Regions from separate parts of the Mus musculus genome. Here region 1 is linked to region 2. Evidence: chromatin contacts called from public Hi-C data. All regions are on one chromosome and are shown on one strand. The core of a region is the stretch at or near the end of the contact, and the rest is flanking DNA. Distances in the headings are between cores, read along the strand shown.

The links. A called contact is a pair of places that touch in the nucleus more often than the background predicts.
Region 1: a Hi-C map of myocytes shows a contact between it and region 2, with 3 times the contacts expected there. The contact joins the promoter of Nkrf here to the enhancer-like site in region 2. A contact is called at or near these places in 8 of 39 promoter capture datasets (3T3-L1-derived adipocytes, the C10 cell line, HPC-7-derived erythroid cells and 4 more), 1 of 484 Hi-C or Micro-C datasets (myocytes), 1 of 115 datasets of contacts at active chromatin or transcription factors (large pre-B cells) and 1 of 9 other capture datasets (embryonic stem cells).

What each region holds. Positions count from the first base shown.
Region 1 is chrX:36,901,733-36,907,812 of GRCm38.p6, reverse strand. Nkrf (NF-kappaB repressing factor) reads left to right here and starts at 4,348. Exons shown (of 3, transcript NM_029891.3): 1 at 4,348-5,077. The coding sequence starts at 4,812.
Region 2 is chrX:36,551,130-36,556,408 of GRCm38.p6, reverse strand. No RefSeq gene overlaps it. Among named protein-coding and RNA genes, the nearest start is that of Pgrmc1, 44 kb to the left of the region's middle. Within about 2 kb of position 3,973, at least 113 of the 459 cell types and tissues checked have an H3K27ac peak or open chromatin away from gene starts, as enhancers often do. A contact at or near this core is called in myocytes, where this site is marked.

The DNA.
Region 1 (6,080 bases), core at 3,099-5,598, 350 kb before region 2:
CACTGCACACTATATACTCATGGGAATCTAAAAACTAATACATACAGTTTTTTCAAAAAAATAAAAGAAAATTGTGTGAGACTGAGTCAGCAGGATTGCTGCAGGTTTGAAGACAGCCTAGGCTACAGAGTAAGACTCTGACTCAAGAAAAAAACAAAACAAAAGCCCCTTACAGGATTTATATGCAGATTATGGCTGATTGCCAGAGAGACACTTTCTTCAGGGCTGTAGCCGATGGCAAGATGTCTGTGCTCCCATAAACAAAAGTTGACCCACGCTACTGTAAACTACCCTAACTTAACTCATTGCATTACCAAAAAATAAAATTAAATTAATTTTTTAAAAAAATCTATGAAAGTTGAAAGCAGGTTAGTTAGGAAGAGGAAGGAAGTTGTAGGGGGAAGAGCGGAAGAGAGTTACTATAATGAGTTGTGGGTATGATCAAAATAAGCATGCAACACTTGCACACATCTAATTTCTGATATGCTAATGGGAATAGTGCTTAATTGGGTTCTTGGTTCTGAGGTTCCCTCCTGTCATTACTGACTCCTTTACAAGGACGGTCAGGAAAGGAAGCCTGGTGCAGTCAAATGGGTTGTGTGTGTGTCTAAAGAGAGCGACAGAAAGCTGTGCTGGAGAATGATGAAGGGTGAGAAGATGGAGGGTAACAGGTTTGGGGAGTGGTTCAGAACTGCAATGGGCTGTGTTTATAATCTCTTTCCTCCACAGGACTTCAATATTTATTCAGATAATCTGTTTCTGTTTCTGTGTCTCAGCTGCTTCCTGAGTGATTCTGTACCTTGTGAAAAGGGAATGGGTTAAAACAGGTTGGCTGTAGGATTTTATTAAATGGACTCCTGGAGAGAGGTTATAGAGCATACAAAATGTTCTTCTGTTTTCTTATCTAGAGATGATACGGTTTACAATCTATCAAGGGAACCATAAACATAACAACATTATGGTTGTTCCAGGAAAAACAAACTCCTTTTCTTGGATATCCGGGAATACAGGGGGCTTAATCCAGGACCTCGTACATGCTAGGCAGGCACCCCACCACTGAGCTACATCCACAGCCCACTAGATGGCCTCTTAGATCACTTTCACTGCTTCTCATGTTGTATTTCAAAAGTCAGATTTTAAGAATTTGTTTGCTTGCTTGTTCCTGACCCCTACCTTTCCCCCGGCTACTGCTCTCTGGAAACATCCCTACAAATACACTCAAAGTTGTGTCGTTTTAATGCCCTAGGCAATTTTTTTTATTATTTTTGAAACTAAAACATAATCACATCATTTCCTACTTTCCCTTGCATGCTCTGCTATGAACCCCCTTTCTCTCTCTCCCTCTCCCTCTTCCTCCCCTTCTCTTTCTCTCTCTCTCCCTCTCTCTTTCTCTCTCTCCTAAATATACAAACACAATCTGCTCAGTCTATATAATGCTACTTGTATGATTATAGTTGGAGAAGCAAAATTAATCATCACAGGTGCTAAGATGCTATAACAATTTTATATTTTGAAAATAACACATAAGAAAGATAGATGTCTACTCAAGCTTATTCAGAAATTCAGTAATAAATTTGTGGGACACACACTGACTTAAACATCCAAGCTAAGGCCACAATGTTCTACAGGTTCAAGGTTGTATGAACCTTCTATATAAGCCAACTTAGGAAATGGATCGCATATCTGTTATTCAGGAATCTATAGGAAACTCTGCCCAGTATAATCATAATTCCCTGAGTAAGAATAATTGTGTGCAATATAATCATCTCTCAAAACAAAGCATATTTTAAGTTTATAGCAAGAGGAAAAATGGTAAATATGGATGTTGCAAACAACTGTAACTGGCCCACAGGAATAATGTGGTTTCAGAATTAGTGCTTTTCTGAATTAATGCTAATATGGGAGCCTTAAACTTAAATGCAGATCTGATCAAGATTTGTTCTGAGTGAAGAGCAAGGAGTTTTCCTTTTTTCTCAGAGTTAAAGAAAGATGTCTTCGAACTGCAATATTGACTTTGATGAGGGTTGGTAGCATAGAACATGTGATGATAGGTTTTGGGGCTGCTATAAATGAGGCTGAATAGCTCGAGAACTGAAATTTATTTCTTAAGAGTTCTAGAGGCTGGGAAGTCTAAGATCAAGACTTTAGTAGAAGTGGTTGTCTGGGGAGGAATGTTCTCTGCTCCCAAGATAGTTTCTTGTTGCTGTATCTACCAGAAGAGAGCAATATTGTATCCTCATATGGGGGAAATGCTGTGTGAAATATGTTTTTATAAAGATCTTAATCTGTCAGGAGAGAGTAGCCTAATTAACTCTTAAAGATCCTATGTCCTTTTCTGTTCTTGGTGTGTGTGTGTGTGTGTGTGTGTGTGTGTGTGTGTGTGTGTGTTTTCATTTTTTAAGATGGGGTCTCACATAGCCCAGGCTGGATTTACAGTCAGTTTGTAGCAGCAACTAGCTCCCAAATGCAGAGATTATACTTGTGTCCCTACACCTAGCTTAAGACTCCCCTCTTTTTAAGATTTATTTTGTGAGCATTAGTATTTTGCCTCCATGTATGTATGTACAACACATGCATACCTAGTACCCACAGAGGTCAGAAGAATGGTTGTAAAGCACCGTGTAGGTGTTAGGAACACAACTCCTCCTCTGTAAGAGGAACAAGTGTTCTTAACCACTGACCCATCTCTTCAGCACTAAGACCCTACCTCCTAATGCTATCACATTGGCCATTAAATTTCAGCAACTGCATTTTGAAAGGGACATAGCCATAGAAGCCTGAAATGGATCAAATTATTAAAACACAATCACCTTATGATGTAGACTCTAAGAAACTAGGATGGTGCAAAGAGAAAGACATCCATAAATCTGACTAGCCTATGGCATGCCCATGAAAGCCAGTGCAGGCATTAAGAGCAAAAAAAGGAACCCCCTGTTTTCATAGAGTGGTTATTTTATCAAGGGAATAAGAGTCAGTTGTTTTAACGTTTTTCTTTCTCAATTTTTTATTAGAAGATTTAAAAGACGCAGTGCTAACTTGTGAAAGATGTCAAGACCTAAATTAAAATGACACCATTGAGTGGAAATAGTTACATGTGTAGAAATGTGCAAAACCAGAATATAATATACGCTACAACATTAATCAGCAGTGGATATACACCTAGAAGGAAATTTGAACAGCAGTTCTCAAGAAAACATAATTAAGAATTTACAGCTTTTCGTAATAATTAGGTGTGGACCCATTCAATAATGAGTTTTGGTATTTTTAATAAAGCATAGATACTGTTATTGAGATTTAATTGTAGGGCAATTTTTCCAGTGAAGTAATTCTCTCCCTCTCATGCATCCCTTCCTGTTTTCCTAGCATCTGTCCTCCCTTACTCCCACAGACACACATAAACACAAATTAGAAGCTACATTTGTTATTCTTGTCAATCCGCAAGTTGAGCATAGATCAGAATCTGTATTCCAAGTATCCAAGAGGCCAGGCTAAGTTCGAAGCTAGCCTCCCTTTTTCGTTAAAGTTGAGGGTAATACTGCTAGTGTAAGTGTTAAATCTATGCGGGGTTCATTCTCATTACCATGGTTGCCATCTGTATAATGATTTGTCCATTATTCTGCCCAGCGGCTATTAACTAGTCTTTTGGGTCTTTAGTAAACTGAAATAAAAATACATGATGATACGCTTTGTAATCTCAACACTTGGAAGGTTCAGGCAGTAAGACAGACGTTCACGATCACTCTTAGTTGTACTGTGAGTTGGAAGGTAGCCTGGGCTGCAGTTGAAAAACAAAACCATGTGCCGTGTGTGTGTGTGTGTGTGTGTGTGTGTGTGTGTGTTTTGACTCGACAGACAATACAGAATTGTCTGTAACCATGATCAGAAAAATGTAAGAGGGTCAGCTAGAGAAGTGTTGCTGTTATTTTCTTTGCAAATGTCGCCTTTTCAACCACACTTTCACAAGCAACTCCAAAGCTGATGCTGAAAGACGCATTGTTTTTTTTTTTCAAGCTATTCTCTGAAGAGGCATCTCAGAGCTAACAGAAAAAAAACATGCCACATCCCCTTGAAACCCAAACCCCTTTCCAAGGACACAGCTAGAGCATAATGCCAGGCATCACAGCCAACTAATCACCTGAGGGCACCTTCCAGGGACTTAACGGAATCATCAAATTCTAGAACCCCACTGAAGCCCCGAGAGTCCCCTACCAGGAGTCTCCGCCCTTCTGCCAGTCAGCAGAGTGCGTCAATGAAGAGTGACGTCAGAGGAAGGGAAAAATGCCCATCGCGCGAGATTTCGCGCGGGACTTTGAAGTTGGAGACCGGTTGCGGCTCATGCGCTGTGGCCTCACAACCTCAGGGTGGCACGCGGGGAGGTAGGGTGAGAGACCCGAGCCGGGGAGCGCAGCGTGCTGGTGCTTCTCCTCCTTCTTTTCTTCTTCTTTTTATTTTTTTTTTTTATTCTTGCCGCTACTCTCTCAGTGTGTGGGTCCCAGGGTCCGCAGAGGTGCTGTGTGGCAGGGCCCAAGTCCGCTGCCTAGTGTGCCCCATATATAAGGAAGCCCTCACGTCCCCACATTAGTTGGAGCCGTGCGGCTGGCGTGGCGACAACGACCATTGACCCCCCATCCCCGTTTCTCTGTAAGCGTAGCCCCCGCCCCCCCCAGGCACATACCCCCAGCCCCCCCAGTCTCAGCCCTGAGCGTCCCTCACACACAGGTTGCCCCCCCCCAACCCCAGCCGCCTCGCTTGCCCCCGGCCAGTTGGTAGGCATCGTCCCCGGGGGCCGTCCCCACTCTGAAGCAGAGAAGATGGCTGGAGGACGTCTGTTGCTGGGGGGCGACTTCCTGTCGCCGCCGCCGCTGCCCCCCCTCCCGCCGCCGCCGCTGCCGCCCCTCCCGCCGCCCCCGCCTGAGCCAGTGCTGGAGCAGTGGCGCTATAGCCACGAAAGTGACTGGCAGTGGGCTCTGCGGCGGAGCTTCATCTGCCGGCACCTGCACAGCTATCCCGGGGCTGCCCTGGACCAGCTCCTCGCGCTCTCCGCCGCCTGGACAAACCACGTTTTCCTGGGCTGCAGGTGAGGATGGTGTTGGGAGGTTGAGTTAGGGACAGGGTGGGAGATGGGTGATGCGGGTCGGCTGAGTGATGGAGGTGAAGAACAGATGACGGATGGTGGAGTTTGGGTTATGGACAGACCAAGGCAAGGAGAGAGTCAGTAAAGGTGGTCCAGATGGGAACCGGGGCAGGATGCGGATTATGGCTTGGAGGCTTAAGATTTGAAATTTTGCTAGAGGACATGGAGACGCTTCACTAGTCGTTGCGGGGTGGGGTGGGCGATCGCGGTTGCAGGCGATGACATGACAGCCCATGAGGGCACAGAGATGCCCCTCCAGGACCAGAGATGGAGATAAAGTAGATCCTGGAAGAGGGTCATTGAGAGGTAGTCGTTGCGATTGGTGATAAAGAGCAGAACCTCAGACCCGCATAGGGGCTTCCAAGGATGCGACATCTGCAGAGGCTATTTGATGGAGCTTCCGAGGGGAAGACAAGGAACTCCGCAGTTCTAATCCTAGTCTCCAGACCACTCTCTTCTTCTACCTCCATGAAATAAAGCAACCCCCTCTCCTTGCAGCCCCCCAGCCAGGTCTTATCATCTTCTCCTGGGGAGGCGGTATGTGTCGGGTCTTTGAGCCGCAGTGTCAGACTTGCTTGTAGATTTGCGCATAATGTACTCAAACAAAGAAATGGATCTATCTGCTGGAAAGATGGATTGCCATCTTTTCACCTTAAATGGGATAGGAGGAATTAACATTTGGCCTCTGTGTGAGGTTTTAGGGCTGTATGTCTCTCTCTCTCTGTGTTTCCTCCTTTCCTAGAACCTGGTGGCTTCTGAACAGGCCTCTTGGAAAGCACTTTGCGTTCTATGGAGACTGCAGTATGGTTCCAACGCAGGTTTTTTTTTTTTTTTTTTTGAAACAGGATGTTTGGATCCGCTGTCCTTCAGAACCTCAAATTTGGCTTTATCCTAGACTAATTACTTCAGTAGACTGGAAAGATTCTTTATATTCCTGTCTAGCAGT
Region 2 (5,279 bases), core at 2,724-5,223:
AAATCTTTTGTTAAGGCCTTTGATCTATTTAGAATTGATCTACGTACAATGAGAGATACCGGATACAGTTTAAGTTTTCTCTGGGTCTCTTAGCACCACTAAGGTGTGTCAGCACCTTTGTGAAGAATCAGATATCCATAGCTGCTTGAGCTTATTTATAGATCTTCTAGTCTGTACCATTTGTCCGTTTTGTGCCAGTATCAAATTGATTAAAAAAAAAAGACTTGTTTTTATTTTATGCTTATGAGCACCTGCATGTATTGTACACCATGTGCGTGCCAGTGCCCACAGAGACAAGAAGAGGGCATCAGATCCCCCTGGAACTGGACGTAGAGGTGGTTGTGAGCTGCCATGCAGGTGCTGGGAACCAAACCTGGGTCCTCTGCAAGAGCAGCCAGTGCTCTTAACCACCCAGACATCTCTTTAGCCCCCAGCCCCCATGCTGGTTTCCATTGTGCGGCTCTGTAGGGTAGTTTGAAATCAGGCAGCACAATGTCTCTAGCATTGATCTTTGTCACAGGACTGTTTTGAATGTTCAGGGACCATCCATGTTTACATATGAATTTTATACTTTTTTCTGTGAATAATTTAATTAGAATTTTGATAGGATTCTATTTAATTTGTGTAGTTTTCTTGTAATATGACCAATTTAACAGTAATGACTTTGATACATGAACATGGGAGAGCTTTCAATTTTCTAATGGCTTTCAATTTAATTTTGGTATTGGGGATTAAGCTGCAGGCCTTGCACATGCTAAGCAAGAATACAACCACCAAACTACATCCTCAGCTTTTCCTATTATTAATTTTGAGATGGAGTCTTATTACATTGCCCAGACTGGCCTTGAGCTCCTTGTGTTAGCCAGGCAGGCCTTGCACATGTAGTTCTGACCTTGGCCTCCAAATTGCTGGGATGGCAGGCCACCCACTGCATTTTTCTTCAAGGCTTTGTGATTTTATTGTAGATCTCTGTGGGGAATTGCAGGCTGGTCTCCAGTTGAGCTGAGGTCTGAAGCCCGGAAATGGTGATAATTCACCTACATGACACAGTAGGCGTTCCCTCATGCTCCTGGAACTCTGGCCCCTGCATAAGGTACCACCTCCCACAGCCCCCACAAGAGAAGCATGGTCAGTAGTCATGTAAGCAATGGCCCAAGCTTCTGACCTTCATGCTAAACTCCTCCCCAGTTACCTAGCAACAGTAAAGACCATAAAAAGGGCTGTTCAGCCCCTCCTAGCTCTCTTACTTGTCTCACTCTCACCCCCTCTCTCCTCTCTCTTTGTCCTCTCCTCTCCTCTCCTCTCCTCTCCTCTCCTCTCCTCTCCTCTCCTCTCCTCTCCTCTCCTCTCCTCTCCTCTCCTCTCCTCTCCTCTCCTCTCCTCTCCTCTCCTCTCCTCTCCTCTCCTCTTCTCTCTCTCTCTCTCTCTCTCTCTCTCTCTCTCTCTCTCTCTCCCTCTCTCTCTCTCCCTTCTCTCTTTCTCCCTGCCTTTCTATAATAAAGCTCTAAAACCATAGAGAGTCTCTGCTCATCAAGGCTGTGCTCACTCTGGTCAGTGTTGGGAACCTCTTCCCTCATCCTTCTCTCCCATAACCCTGGTGGCTTTAGCAAAGTAGCTCAGGGGTTTCCAGGTAGGGCTGCCCCTTACCCCCCCCCCCTCCCAAGAGTGGGTCAGAGTCTTAGATGCTCACCCGGGGATGAGTGGAAGGTAGATAGCAGCCCTCCCACACCTGACAGACCAGAGCATAGGTGGAACTCTGGCAGGGTGTGGGCTTTTCCCTTCCCCCTCTTCCTCAGGGCCCCCCTTTTTGTTCCCAACAGATCTCTTCAGCATTTCTTGGCTATGTTTAAGCCTATTATGAGTGAAGTTGTTTTCCTGCCTTATTTTTCAATGAGTTAACCGCTGATGTATAAAACAGCTACTTTTTTTTGTATGTTGATTTTCTGTCCTAGAGGTCCCCTCCCCCATCAAAAATAGAACTTTCATATGACCTAGGCATACCAATCTGGGTATATGTCCCCCAAGAATTGAAGTCAGCTTACTATAGAGAGATCCTGCTTTCTCATGTTTATCAGTACACTATTCACAACAGCCAAGTTATGGAATCAGTAATCAACCATTTCATTCAGGTATAAAGAATGAAATCACAACATCTGCATGAAAATGGATGGAACTGGAGGTCATCCTGTGAAATAAAAGAAGTCAGGTCCATACTAAGATGCTCTATGCTTTTTCTTATATGTAGAAACTAGGGCTAAAAAGAACCTGGAGGTAAAAGGGGCTTGCCAGGGATATACAAGAGGGAGAGGGGAGAGGGTAAGAATGACTACAAGAGGTGGAGGATATCATCAAAATACATTACACCCGTGTATAGAGATGCCATGAGATGCTTTATTTTGTACAATTAACATATGCTAACTAAAAGTGGAAAGAAGGTAAAAGCTTGACTTAATTTATTTTCTATTGCTGTCATAAAGACCAGAACCAAAAGCAACTTGGGGAGAAGAGGCTATATTTGGTTATACAACAAGGAACACCAAGGCAGGAGCTGATGCAGACGCCATGGAGGGATGCTACTTACTGGCTTGCTTGCTCAACATGGCTTGCTCAGCCTGCTCCCTTATAGAACCCAGGACCACCAGCCCAGGGATGGCACCACCCACAATGTGATGAACCCTTGTCCATCAATCACTAATTAAGAAAATGCCCCCCACAGATTTTCCCGGAGGCCAAATCTAGTATAGATATTTTTTTCAGTTGAACTTCTTTCTTCCCAGACAACTCTAGCTTGAGTCAGGTTGACAAAAAGATCTAACCAACCAGCACAGTGCTAGAGGATGCAGAGGCTTGCTGTGAAATTCTGTCTTCTGGATATGACACGCCTGTGGCACACACCAACTCCTTACATAAGACACTGGTATGCATACAAGATCAACCCAGTGATGCCAGTCAACATTCCAGCAGGCAAGAACTAATATCTCCTCAGGGAAACTAAAGAAATAAATGAAATTTCTAAAAGTTCGGAGTGTATATTATCCAAATATATTGTGTACACACATGCAATTGTTAGTAAATAAGTGAACAATACTGAAGACATAAAAAATATAATTTAAAAAAAGAGGAGGTACTGTCTGGCCTATGACTATCTACAGGTTCTTTCTTTGCACGACAATCTCTCCTTCCATGTTAACAGGCCATATCCTGCTCACTCTTTTTTGTTGTTGTTGTTTTTAAAGATTTATTTATTTATTTATTTATTTATTTATTTATTTATTTTATATGAGTAATGCTGTCATTGTCTTCAGATACACTAGAAGAGCGCATTGTATCCCATTATAGGTGGTTGTGAGCCATCATGTGGTTGCTGGGAATTGAACTCAGGACCTCTGGAAGAGCACTTAGTGCTCTTATCTGCTGAGCCATCTCTCCATGACACATCCTGCTCACTCTTTAAGCATCAGTTTTAGTTTCTTTGTTTGATGGTTCTGTAATATCGTTTCCTCTTTCTCCCCCTGATGCTGGGGACTGAACTCAGGCCCTGTACTCTCTGTGGAAGCACCACCACGCTAAACACCACTTGTCTTAAATCCTGAGTTTTATAAATGTCATCTTATGTATAACTTGGTCTCTTTCTTTTTTGGGGGAGGGGTTGTTTCAAATTGATTATTATAATTGTAATTAATTAATTGTTCATGCGATTGATTAATTGTCTTCTCATTAATTGACTAGAGTGTGAGCTCCCTAAGAGGCTGTGGCTGTGGCTGTGGAGTTCACTCTTGAATCTCTAGCCCCGCCTAAAACAGTCTATGTTTTGTAATTGCTCAGAAAAAAAAAAAAAAAAAAAGTCGAGCGGAGTAGTCCTAAAGTACTGTGCCTTTAAGGCAGGGAGGAGTTTATGGAGGGCTAGGGAATAGGGATTAGGGACCTCCACTGAAACAGCTGCCTGTCCAAGAGGCCTCTCTGCAGGCCCTTTCCTCCTTCTCCAGTCAAACCCCCTTGCCTGCTGGTGAGAGGCCTCAGAAAGGGAAAAGCTTTTAGGAGGTGCTAGGGACCCGTTTTTTGAGTCTTGTATGTCTGCTAAATGTTGGCAGTTTTTCCAGGCCACTGTTCCGACTTTCGGTTTGGCAGCAGTACTGGAAAGCATCTGTAGATTCTTGAGCAGTAAGTCTTACAGTGTGACATCTTGGGAATGAGAGACCTTTCTTAAACCTCTTCCACAAGGAGGACCCCTGCCCCTTCCCTTTGGTTTTTTTCTTCTTCTTCTTTGCTAGCCAGAACAGCACTACTGTATCTCCAGTGTCCAGCACAAGAGAGCCAGCAAATAAATCTTATTAGTGAAGGAATGACTAATGAGTGAAGCGTGATATGATCATAGAGATCCGATACGTTGACTGGAAACAGCACCCCCATGTATCCCCCCACTCCCCACCACCTCCCCACCCCTGCCTGAACAAACAGTTTTGCCTCATGCCCTCCCTGGGAGCTCTCTATCCACTCACTCTAGGGAAAAAACAAAACCAAAACCAAAGAGGATTTGTGGTCCCTGGAACCTGGGGCTAAATACAGAAAGGGCATTCATTTATTCAGGGCTAGCCCAGTGACTTCCTGACTTTAAGGGCAGGGTGTTTAAGCGCCTTCATGCAATCGTCCCACCCCTATCCAAACCTTCATGGCATGGCCTCAGAGCTCTGCTCTGTTTTCCAAGTTGGCATCCAGCAAATGATGAATACATCCAAGCAAATGGCTTTTAGTGTTCCTCTTCCAAGCGCACTTTTCATTTCCACATTCCAATTTTAACTCAGAGCTCTGGTGGGGGCAGCAGAAGAGAGACATGTGAGCCAGCAGGGCTAGGAGTGGGGCACAGAGGGCTGCCTTCTAGGGAGACCCGAATTTGGCTTTCTTCCGTCTCAGGGGGGTGGAGGTGGGGCGGGTTGTGGGGAATGTTCAAGGACATTCTGAGCCTTCAGGATACACAAGAACAACTAATTTCCCTCCTTGTTCCTTGCTGCTACTCTAAAAACAGCCTTGAAGCAAGGCCCGAGAAGGCTTCGGAGAGGGAGAAGTTTCCCCTGAGAGGCATTGCTTGCCCAGGGAGATACCCAAACCCAAACTGGTTTCTCTGTCTTTAAATAGGTTGCTGAGCCTTCAGAGTTGAGAGGGCAGGAAGCGGTCTCAAGCAGCACATCAAATCTGCCAAGCCTTTTTTTTTTTATTTTTTTTATTCTGGCAACAGCTCCCTCATTTGGGGAATAAGGGATTAGGGGAGGGAGTGAAACAGC